Linked DNA regions of Mus musculus: all the other regions are linked to region 2. A link is a contact called in public HiCAR-type and promoter capture Hi-C data. All regions are on one chromosome and are shown on one strand. Each heading gives the region's core, a stretch centred on a gene start, on an enhancer-like site or on the middle of the called end of the contact. The rest is flanking DNA. Distances are from core to core; before and after follow the strand shown.

Region 1 (2,700 bases), core at 83-2,582, 2.8 Mb before region 2:
AATAAAGACAGGGAAGAAGAGACTTGATATACCAGACAACATCTTTCTGCATGTGTGTGCACGCCTTGGTTCTTGTGAGTAAATGGAACCCCATGGAAGTCAGAAGACAACCTTGAGTGTGGTCATATGCCAGGCTAACCCCCTAGAAGCTTTCACAGAGTCTCCTATGTTCTCTCCCCATCTGCTATAGGGCACTGGGATTTCAGATGTATTCTATCTCCTCTGGTTTTCTGTGGGTTCTGGGGATCCAAACTCAGGTCTTCATGTGTGTGAGGAAAGCCTTCTATTTGCTGAACCATCTCCTCAGCCCTGAAGAGCGACTTTCCAAATTGAAGATGGTATGGAAGTCAGATCAATCAGGCTTGGGAGTTGCTGCAACTTTCCAAAAATTCTTATTATTATAAAAGGTCTCAAGATCTCACACACCCATACACAGACACAGACACACACACACACAGAAAGACACAGACATATATACACACACGTACACACACATGCATATTTACACATATACTAACACACACTTACATACAGTCAGACACACATACACACACACCAACACACAGATGAGGCAAGAGAAATATTTAATCTCCATGTGCCCTTCACTCAGCTTTGGTAATTCTCAATACTTGGTTATTTTTTCAATCCACTCACCCCTGGCTGGTCCTTTAAAGCAAGCCCAAGATCTCCACTTCATCTCACCTCCTCGTCCCACGGGTCTTCCACTGTTCATTTCGCTACCCAGGCAGAAGGGAGAGGAGAGAGGGCAGGGCGACAGAGAGAGAATGAGGCAGACAGAGGCAGAAAGTACTTCGGCAGCAACTTAGGGAAGAGACAAACCTCTTTCCAGGAAAAGTTTTTACACCTTTTCCAGTGACATCTGTTAATAATCACAAAAATAAAGAGGGTCCCCTCTGGTACTGTTTAAGCAGAAAGCATTCCATTTGTATTCCAATGCAAACATCACTCACTCCTCGGATGTTAACCTTGCAGTGGCCGTTACTCATTCAGAATGGAAGAAGGGTGGTTGATCTCTAAAAAACAGCCAGCCTGTGATCCCTTCTTTAGTGCTTTTCTGTGTTCCTCCTGTGGGTCCTGCCTTGTTCAGGAGTGGTCCAGCCTCTAGGGTGCCCTCCTGTGCAGTGAGTTCATCCTTACCTGAGATGCTTACTGTATCCTCCCGTCCCAGGGGCGCTGCCCAGCAAGGATCCGGGTGGATGCAGACACTGGCTACGGAAGGTGCCAGGAGCCTAGTGGGCAGCAGAGTGCAGGGTCCTCTCAGCGGAGCTTCCCCGAGTCCGGGACCAGGCGAGAGTGGGGCTGCTGCACTGAGTGGCTGGAGATGGGAGGGGAAGGGGCGATGACGCTGACTTAGAGGGGAGGGGTGGGCGGATCCTGCTTACACACCACTGCATCCCTGCTGCACACCGATGGTTAAGAGCTAGAAAAAAACTCTAAATGGGTTCGCAAGAATGTAGGCACCCAGGGCGTGTTTTAACCAATGTTTTAAAAACAAAGCAGCAAAAACAAGAGGAGGAGGAGCGGCCAGCATGCCTAAACCAACTTAATCAGTATTAGCACGAAGGGAGTAAAGGTTATGGTTACCTCCAACCCAAGAGTCTCCATCTAAGGCCAAAGGCAGAGGTGAGGAGCCTACGCTGGGACACTGGGACACCCAGGGAGCAACTTGTGCAGCCTCCTGTGATTCACTTCTGTAGCTTTATTTTGAGCCAAGTTTGGCATACTCCCACTCCGGTCTCCACAGAATTCCCATCACACTCTTTCTGTTCCTTTCTTCTCTCCTCGGGATGGGGCACTCCTTTGGGATGGAGATTGTATGAGGAAAGCATTGTCAGCATTCCTTCTAGGCTCTGCCCTACAGTTACCTGGCAACAGCTAGGTATGACTGACTCAGTAAAAAAAAAAGGGGGGGGCTATTTGCCCCCTCCTTACTTATCCTCTTGCTCTCTTCCCTCTCTGTACCCTTCTCTCAACATTCCCCTCCCACCTCTCTCTCTCTCTCCACGTGTTCATGGCTGGCTTCTCTCCTCCCTTCCACTCCCCTCCCCACCCCTCCCCTCCCCACCCCTCCCCTCCCCACCCCTCCCCTCCCCTCCTCTCTTCTCCTCTCCTTGCCCCCCTTCTCTCTTTCTGTCTCTACTCCCTCCTAAACTCCCTTCCCCCTGCCCAAAATAAACTCTACTCCATACTATATCACACATATACTATATATGTGACTGGTCTCTCAGGGGGAAAGGATGCCTCAGTATAGACCCACAGAGGCACCCCCTTCCACCTCACCATACCTCACTCTACCAAACATATCCTGGTTCTTTCTTTCTTTCCTTTTTATAAAACACAACAAGCTTTACTTTTTCAGCTTTTACTGGGAAGCAGGTCTGGAGCAAAGAAAAGAAACCCCGAGTCCTGTATTTGGAATGTAGTCCAGTGTATGGGGCATTCACGTAAGCATGCCCAAGACTTAAGGTTTCATCCTCAGAGCCTGTGCTCACAACTGCCCCCTGACTAACCTCCATAGCCCCCCAACACAGAGAGAGAGGGGGGGAGGGGGAGAGGGAGAGGGAGAGGAAAATAAAATAAACTACCTCTGTCAGTTCTGACCTTCATAGCACCAAAGAATCAAATAAGTTCACAGGCCTAGTCTATCATGGAACAACTGGTTCTTTGTACTATATTCAT
Region 2 (2,700 bases), core at 27-2,526:
CTTTCTAGTCCTACTATTTCACAAAACTGGGAAACCCCGTCATTGAAATTATTTCTAAAGGCCTCTTTATTGCCTTCCGTGGAGTGGCAAGTCTGGAATCCTGCTTACTAGATTCTGACCATTGGCGCTATGTCTCATGAACTTATGTCCTGTGTACTGTTGAATAATCTGCTTCAAGGCTTCCGTTTATCTAACTGCAAAGCAAACATGAAAACATGACCTACCTCACATGAAATTAAATCTTGTCCTATGAACTAAATGAGATGAGGAATGTAAATTTCACCAATAGCAAGCTTTCGGTTAAATATTCCATTATTGTTCACAAGTAAAGATGGGCTTCCAAAAACTGCCAGCCCCAAGTTATTAGACAAAAAAAAAAAAAAAAACAGTGTAGGTTTTCCTTACTTTCTCCTGGTGCTCTGCAGTTAGACCTAGGATGGAGGGCGACTGCATAAAACTTACAGGAGAAACAGTCAGAGTGAGGCAAAGGTGGCAGGACAGGAGCCTGCCCCATTCCCTTCTGTTCGCTCTTCTCCACCATCTCTATGGAATACTGCTTGGCCAGGTGACAGCGGGGCCCAGCAGGAGCTCTGTATGAGGCTGAAATAGAAGTCTGGATTCTTTCCCATCTTTAGGCAGAACCTGTCTCGTGACCTTGAGAAAATCAAATTCTAGTATTTACTCCCTAGGTTTACATTTTCAAATGAAAATTAAAAGGCAAGTGTTTTACAGACAGTTGCCTCAAGTTAGTGACTCAGTCTAGGACAAGCTAACACCTAAGACCTGATATGGGGAAAGCATGGATAGAACTCAGGGGAAGGGGGCGGGGGAGCGCTCTTTGGACAACTCCTCTACACCCTCAGGCCCTAGCAGAAGGCAGAGTGCCCTCTCACCTATCTTGAAGTTCCAGGGGCTGCATCTGAAGGGAAGAATCACCAAGGACGAGTAACAGGAACGCAAACTGACCCGAACCAAGGAGGCTCTAGAGTAGAGTCTAGAGTCTAGGGCAAGGCAAGGATAGAGCCGGGATGCAGCAAGATCCCCAAATCTCACCATACTGCAGGGACTCTGGGTCCGGATGGAAAGTGAAGTGGGCCACCCGCCGCTTCTGGGCCGTGTCCTCGCCCCCGGGTTGCAGGAAGCCTTGCACCAGCGCAGCGCAGCGCAGTCCGCACCGCCGCCGCTCTGCTCCCGCAGCCCGGAGCCACAGCAGCCCACCCGCGCGCGCAGCCACCGCCGCCATCCCCAGTTCTCAGGCACCGCAGCCCACGCTGCCGGCAGGGAGGGAGGAGCTAAGACGCAGGCTTCCTCATTGGGCAGCCTCGAGGGGCGGGTCCGTGAAAGAGACCAATCGGAGACGGAAGTTCGGGGGCGGGGATGGAGACGCTATGACCTGGCGGCCCGCCCAGACGGAAGCCATACCAAGGCCCCTGCAGCCTGAGATGTGGTCCCTGGGTCCCACCCCAAAATCAGCTGCAGGACTTGGGGTGTCACAACGCGACTGCCTGTGTTCTTTCGCAGTGTCATTTTTGCGGTGCATTTTTCAGTAGCGTTTTCGTTTTAGGCTGTGTTTCTCATAGTCTGTAAGTGCAATATGGTCATTGCAAAGACAGGCGTTGGTTTCGAGTTTCCGAAAAAATCTAGAATTCGGGAAAGGCCTTCACTCTTATTTTGAAATAGTAAATATATTTAAATCTTTAAAATTGATTTTGCTTATCCTGATTTAGATCATATCAAAAAATAGTAAGTAGAGATTTCGGCCTTCAAATCCACTAGGAATTTAAAGTCGAGGTGCAGCAAAAATCACCTAATGGTCTTACTCTGTGTAACTTAGAAATATGCAAGTTGCCGGGCGGTGGTGGTGCACGCCTTTAATCCCAGCACTTGGGAGGCAGAGGCAGGCTGGTCTACAGAGTGAGTTCCAGGACAGCCAGGGCTACACAGAGAAACCCTGTCTCAAAAAACCAAAAAAAAAAAAAAAAGCAAGTTGAATGACTGATTTAAAGTCAAAATAATCAACTTTATAAATTTTATCTTAAAATATTTAAGTGTTTTATATATATCATATATATCACATACATATCAAATATGATATCGCATATATATCATATATATGATATGTGTGTGTGTATTTATTTATCTTCCTTAGCCATGAGTTGGAAGATAGCCATCAAAATAGAATACAACAGAGGCAAGAAAGTATGTCTAGATCTCGAGGAAGGATTCCAGAATGGAGAAAGTATTATGACAGACTGAGAGAACAGAGAGGAAGGAGCCAGGAAGAAACATTCCTCCTGTAGTATTTGTGACCTCTTAACAGATGTTAGGTTTAGCTAAGAAGCACGGGGTAAGAGTAGAAATGGAATTCTACGTATTCAGAAATGCACACAAAGGAGACAGCTTAGACAGTGGCATTCAAATGTGGTAAGAGACTTAGAACAGCATGAAGAGAAACAAGCTCTTGAAGGTCAAAATGCTTCCAGAGGTAAGGCTGACCTGCACCCAGAGGATTAGAGGTTGCCAAAGCAGAGCACAGAGAACCATAGTCTTCCACAACAGGTGAGGTGGGTGCAAAGGCTCATTGTCGTGAAAGAATGAAGTGTCTTCCAGGGCAAGGAAAGAAATGTCTTGTTCCTATGCTGAGAGCCTCTGCCTGCCCCCATCCCCAGCTGCATTGAACTTCGTTTGGGAAACTCTCTT
Region 3 (2,700 bases), core at 130-2,629, 2.6 Mb before region 2:
TGGTACATTTTCCTTCCAAACGCATCCTGGGATTTGAAATTGTCTATTTGTTACCTGGACAGGAAGCTCATGCTTTGGGTTTTCCAGTTAACAAGTGGATACCTGGGGCTATGCCATTAAGAGCACTGGCTGCTCTTCCAGAGGATCAGGGTCCAATTCTAGGTTCCCACATGCAGTTCTGGCCTCCAGGGGGCACTGCATGCACATGATGAACAGACATACATGAGGGGGAAACACGCATACACATTAAAAGCAAAACACGATAGGCACCCAGAAACACTTAGGACCAATGAAAGCACCCACCTTGGGCTCCTCAATTTGGAGCGTGATGACAAATTCGATGTTGGGTGGGAGCGCCTCCCTGGTGCCTTCCAGATACCTCTTTATGTTTGTTAGGGCGTTTACATCTTCGAGTTTTACTTCTCCTTGATTAGGAAACATAGAAAACAGCATTTCCATCTCCAGCAGCTGAAGCTGAAGGCTTTCTTTTACTGACCCTGACATGTCTCCAAATCAGCCGGCTTGGAAACCTGGAAAAGGCCCAGAAATAATGGGGTTGTAAATGACGACTGGTGTCCAGGAAATTTTCCCAAGGTCCCTTTTCTAAGAGGCAGTCCCGCTGTTTGTAGAGAGCTACGGGCACGCATCCATACACTTTAGATTTCTCTCCTAGCCCCCCCCCCCCAATCTAGTACGCACAACATCCTTTAAAATGCTCCCTCAAACCCCAGAATCCTTGTCTCTCCTTCCCACCCTTGCCGGCCATTCTGGAGTCTGCGCTTTCAACAGGTGCTCGGGTGACAGATTTCGTGGCCGGTGGTTGCAAACACCTGTATTCCTGGTCAGCCTCAATCCCGGGAAAACCAGGGACCGGCCCGGGAATCCCACTTGGATCTCAAGCCTGCGCAGCTAGGAAGGATGCCTGCAGTGCGGAGGGGAGGGCTCTAGGTCATCCCCGCCGCCAGCCCCCATCCGCAGGCCCCCTCGGAGGACAGCCTCCCCGGACCGCAGTGGGGTGCAGCATCTCGCGCAGGTGCATAGGGACGCCACCGCAGAGCCAGGGGCTGGGAGGAGGGGTCTCAGCCATTTCCACTTAATAAAGTGACGCCTAGGGCTAAGCGGGTGAAGACCCGCGGGGATGACGCTGACCTCGCCTGGCAGGGGCTGGGCTGGGAGGTGATCTCGGTGGTCGGAGGGACGTCAACGCTCCCGTTCTTTAGGGACCCGGGACCCTGAGGCCCAGGCTGAAAGGCGCAGCTGTCCACCCCGGGAGCTAACCTTCGGCCCGCCTTAGCCGCCTTAGCCTCACCCTTTCAGATCACTCAAGCCAAGCAGCCCCGAACCCGCTCCGAACCGCAGCCGCAGTTCCGCGGGCGCGAGCAGCGCGCGGACGGCTGGGGGGCGGGGCTTGGCGCATAGGGCGGGGCCACAGACACCAACCCGCCGCGATTGGTCGGGGCGGGGCTTGGTGGTGCAGGGGCGGGTTCAGCGGCCCTTCCGGGCTGTGATTGGTGTGGGCGGGGCGTCGGGCCGGAAGCAAAGCTGGGCCACGTCTGCGAGGTCTGAGAGAGTTGGTTTGGTGCGCACTGCGCGGCCGCGTCTCGCCTGTGGAGAGAACGTTCTTGCTCCAGATCTAGGTGAGCGGGCGTGGAGAATGCCGGGCCGCTGTGGGTGGGGGTTCATCGGCAGCTGAGGCTGGGGCATGACTGCCGGACCTACCTATCCAACGCTGCGCGCGGCCCAGGTGCCTGAGGTCCTCGCGCTGTAGTGCGCGGAGCCGCGAGTCAATCAGTAGCTCGGAGCAGGATGCATCCCCAAGGGTGGCAGTTTGAATGAAAGAAGCAAACACTGTTAGGGCTTTTAATAAACATTGCCATACCTAATCGAAATTAGTTCGAGAACTCCAAATGCATTAAAGGGTGGAAGCATGCCGTTGTTCTATGACTGTGATTTTCCTTTGAGAGTTCTGAATTTCGTAGGAGTGGTTGACGCCCCTATGAATAATAGGGATACATTACCAACGGGTCATTTTTTTTTTTTTTTACAAAATTATATTCGTCCTTGTGGACAAAAGTTTGATAACTAAAGTAGCTTGGGAATGATCTATTTTACTAACCGGAGAAAAGCAAACATTTCCCCACACTTCTGGTAGTGTTGTGTATAGAAGCAAGGAAGGACAATAAAGCGAGGAGGTGTGGCTGTTAGCGGAGGGACAGCACCCCCTCTCTGGGCAAACTAGGATAGAGCTGACCCAGGAAGTACAGTTTGTGGCTCTGCAAATACACCGCTGGCCGAAGTGGAAAACCCGAGTTGAATGAATTGGAGGTATCCCACACTCACTTGTTTTTAAATGACAGGTTGGAAGTAGCATGGTAGATGTTAGTTGTTTTTGATGTTACTTTAGAAGGCTGCCATGCCTGTCTTTATGGAGATTGGTGAGGCTTCTGTGAGATGGCCTAGCTGATGGGGGTGGGGGTGGGGTTGGGTCTCAGACCAGAGGAAATGACTGTCCATTGTTTTTCTTTTGGGACTGTTTCTTTCTAGCTTGAGAGGAACAGCAAAAGAGCCACACGGATTCCAGGTTTCTGACCTTCAGCCTCAGCCTTTCACTGGCCGCACACCAGACTTTATATGATTAACCGAGGCCCACACCGGGAGTTGACCCTTCTGTAACATAAAATGATGGTGTGATGGCATTAC

Evidence for each region. Promoter capture Hi-C pulls out the DNA fragments that hold promoters and counts their contacts. HiCAR-type assays count read pairs that join an accessible place to other places.
Region 1: a HiCAR-type map of astrocytes shows a contact between it and region 2, with 5 times the contacts expected there. The contact joins the promoter of Prss35 here to the promoter of Bckdhb in region 2. A contact is called at or near these places in 2 of 39 promoter capture datasets (cranial neural crest and frontonasal cranial neural crest) and 1 of 115 datasets of contacts at active chromatin or transcription factors (astrocytes).
Region 3: a contact with region 2 is called in a promoter capture Hi-C map of pre-B cells, with 13 times the contacts expected there. The contact joins the promoter of Rwdd2a here to the promoter of Bckdhb in region 2. A contact is called at or near these places in 3 of 39 promoter capture datasets (erythroid cells, hippocampal neurons and pre-B cells), 1 of 115 datasets of contacts at active chromatin or transcription factors (astrocytes) and 2 of 9 other capture datasets (adipose tissue and liver).

Annotation. Positions count from the first base shown.
Region 1 is chr9:86,742,265-86,744,964 of GRCm38.p6, reverse strand. It overlaps Prss35 (protease, serine 35), which reads right to left and starts at 1,332. Exons shown (of 2, transcript NM_178738.3): 1 at 1,159-1,332.
Region 2 is chr9:83,923,713-83,926,412 of GRCm38.p6, reverse strand. Bckdhb (branched chain ketoacid dehydrogenase E1, beta polypeptide) reads right to left here and starts at 1,276. Exons shown (of 11, transcript NM_001305935.1): 1 at 1,054-1,276. The coding sequence starts at 1,243. It overlaps Gm36278 (a long non-coding RNA gene), which reads left to right and starts at 1,408. Exons shown (of 4, transcript XR_379675.2): 1 at 1,408-1,583.
Region 3 is chr9:86,570,667-86,573,366 of GRCm38.p6, reverse strand. It overlaps Rwdd2a (RWD domain containing 2A), which reads right to left and starts at 1,379. Exons shown (of 3, transcript NM_001145969.1): 1 at 1,310-1,379; 2 at 304-530. The coding sequence starts at 504. Pgm3 (phosphoglucomutase 3) reads left to right here and starts at 1,525. Exons shown (of 13, transcript NM_028352.4): 1 at 1,525-1,637.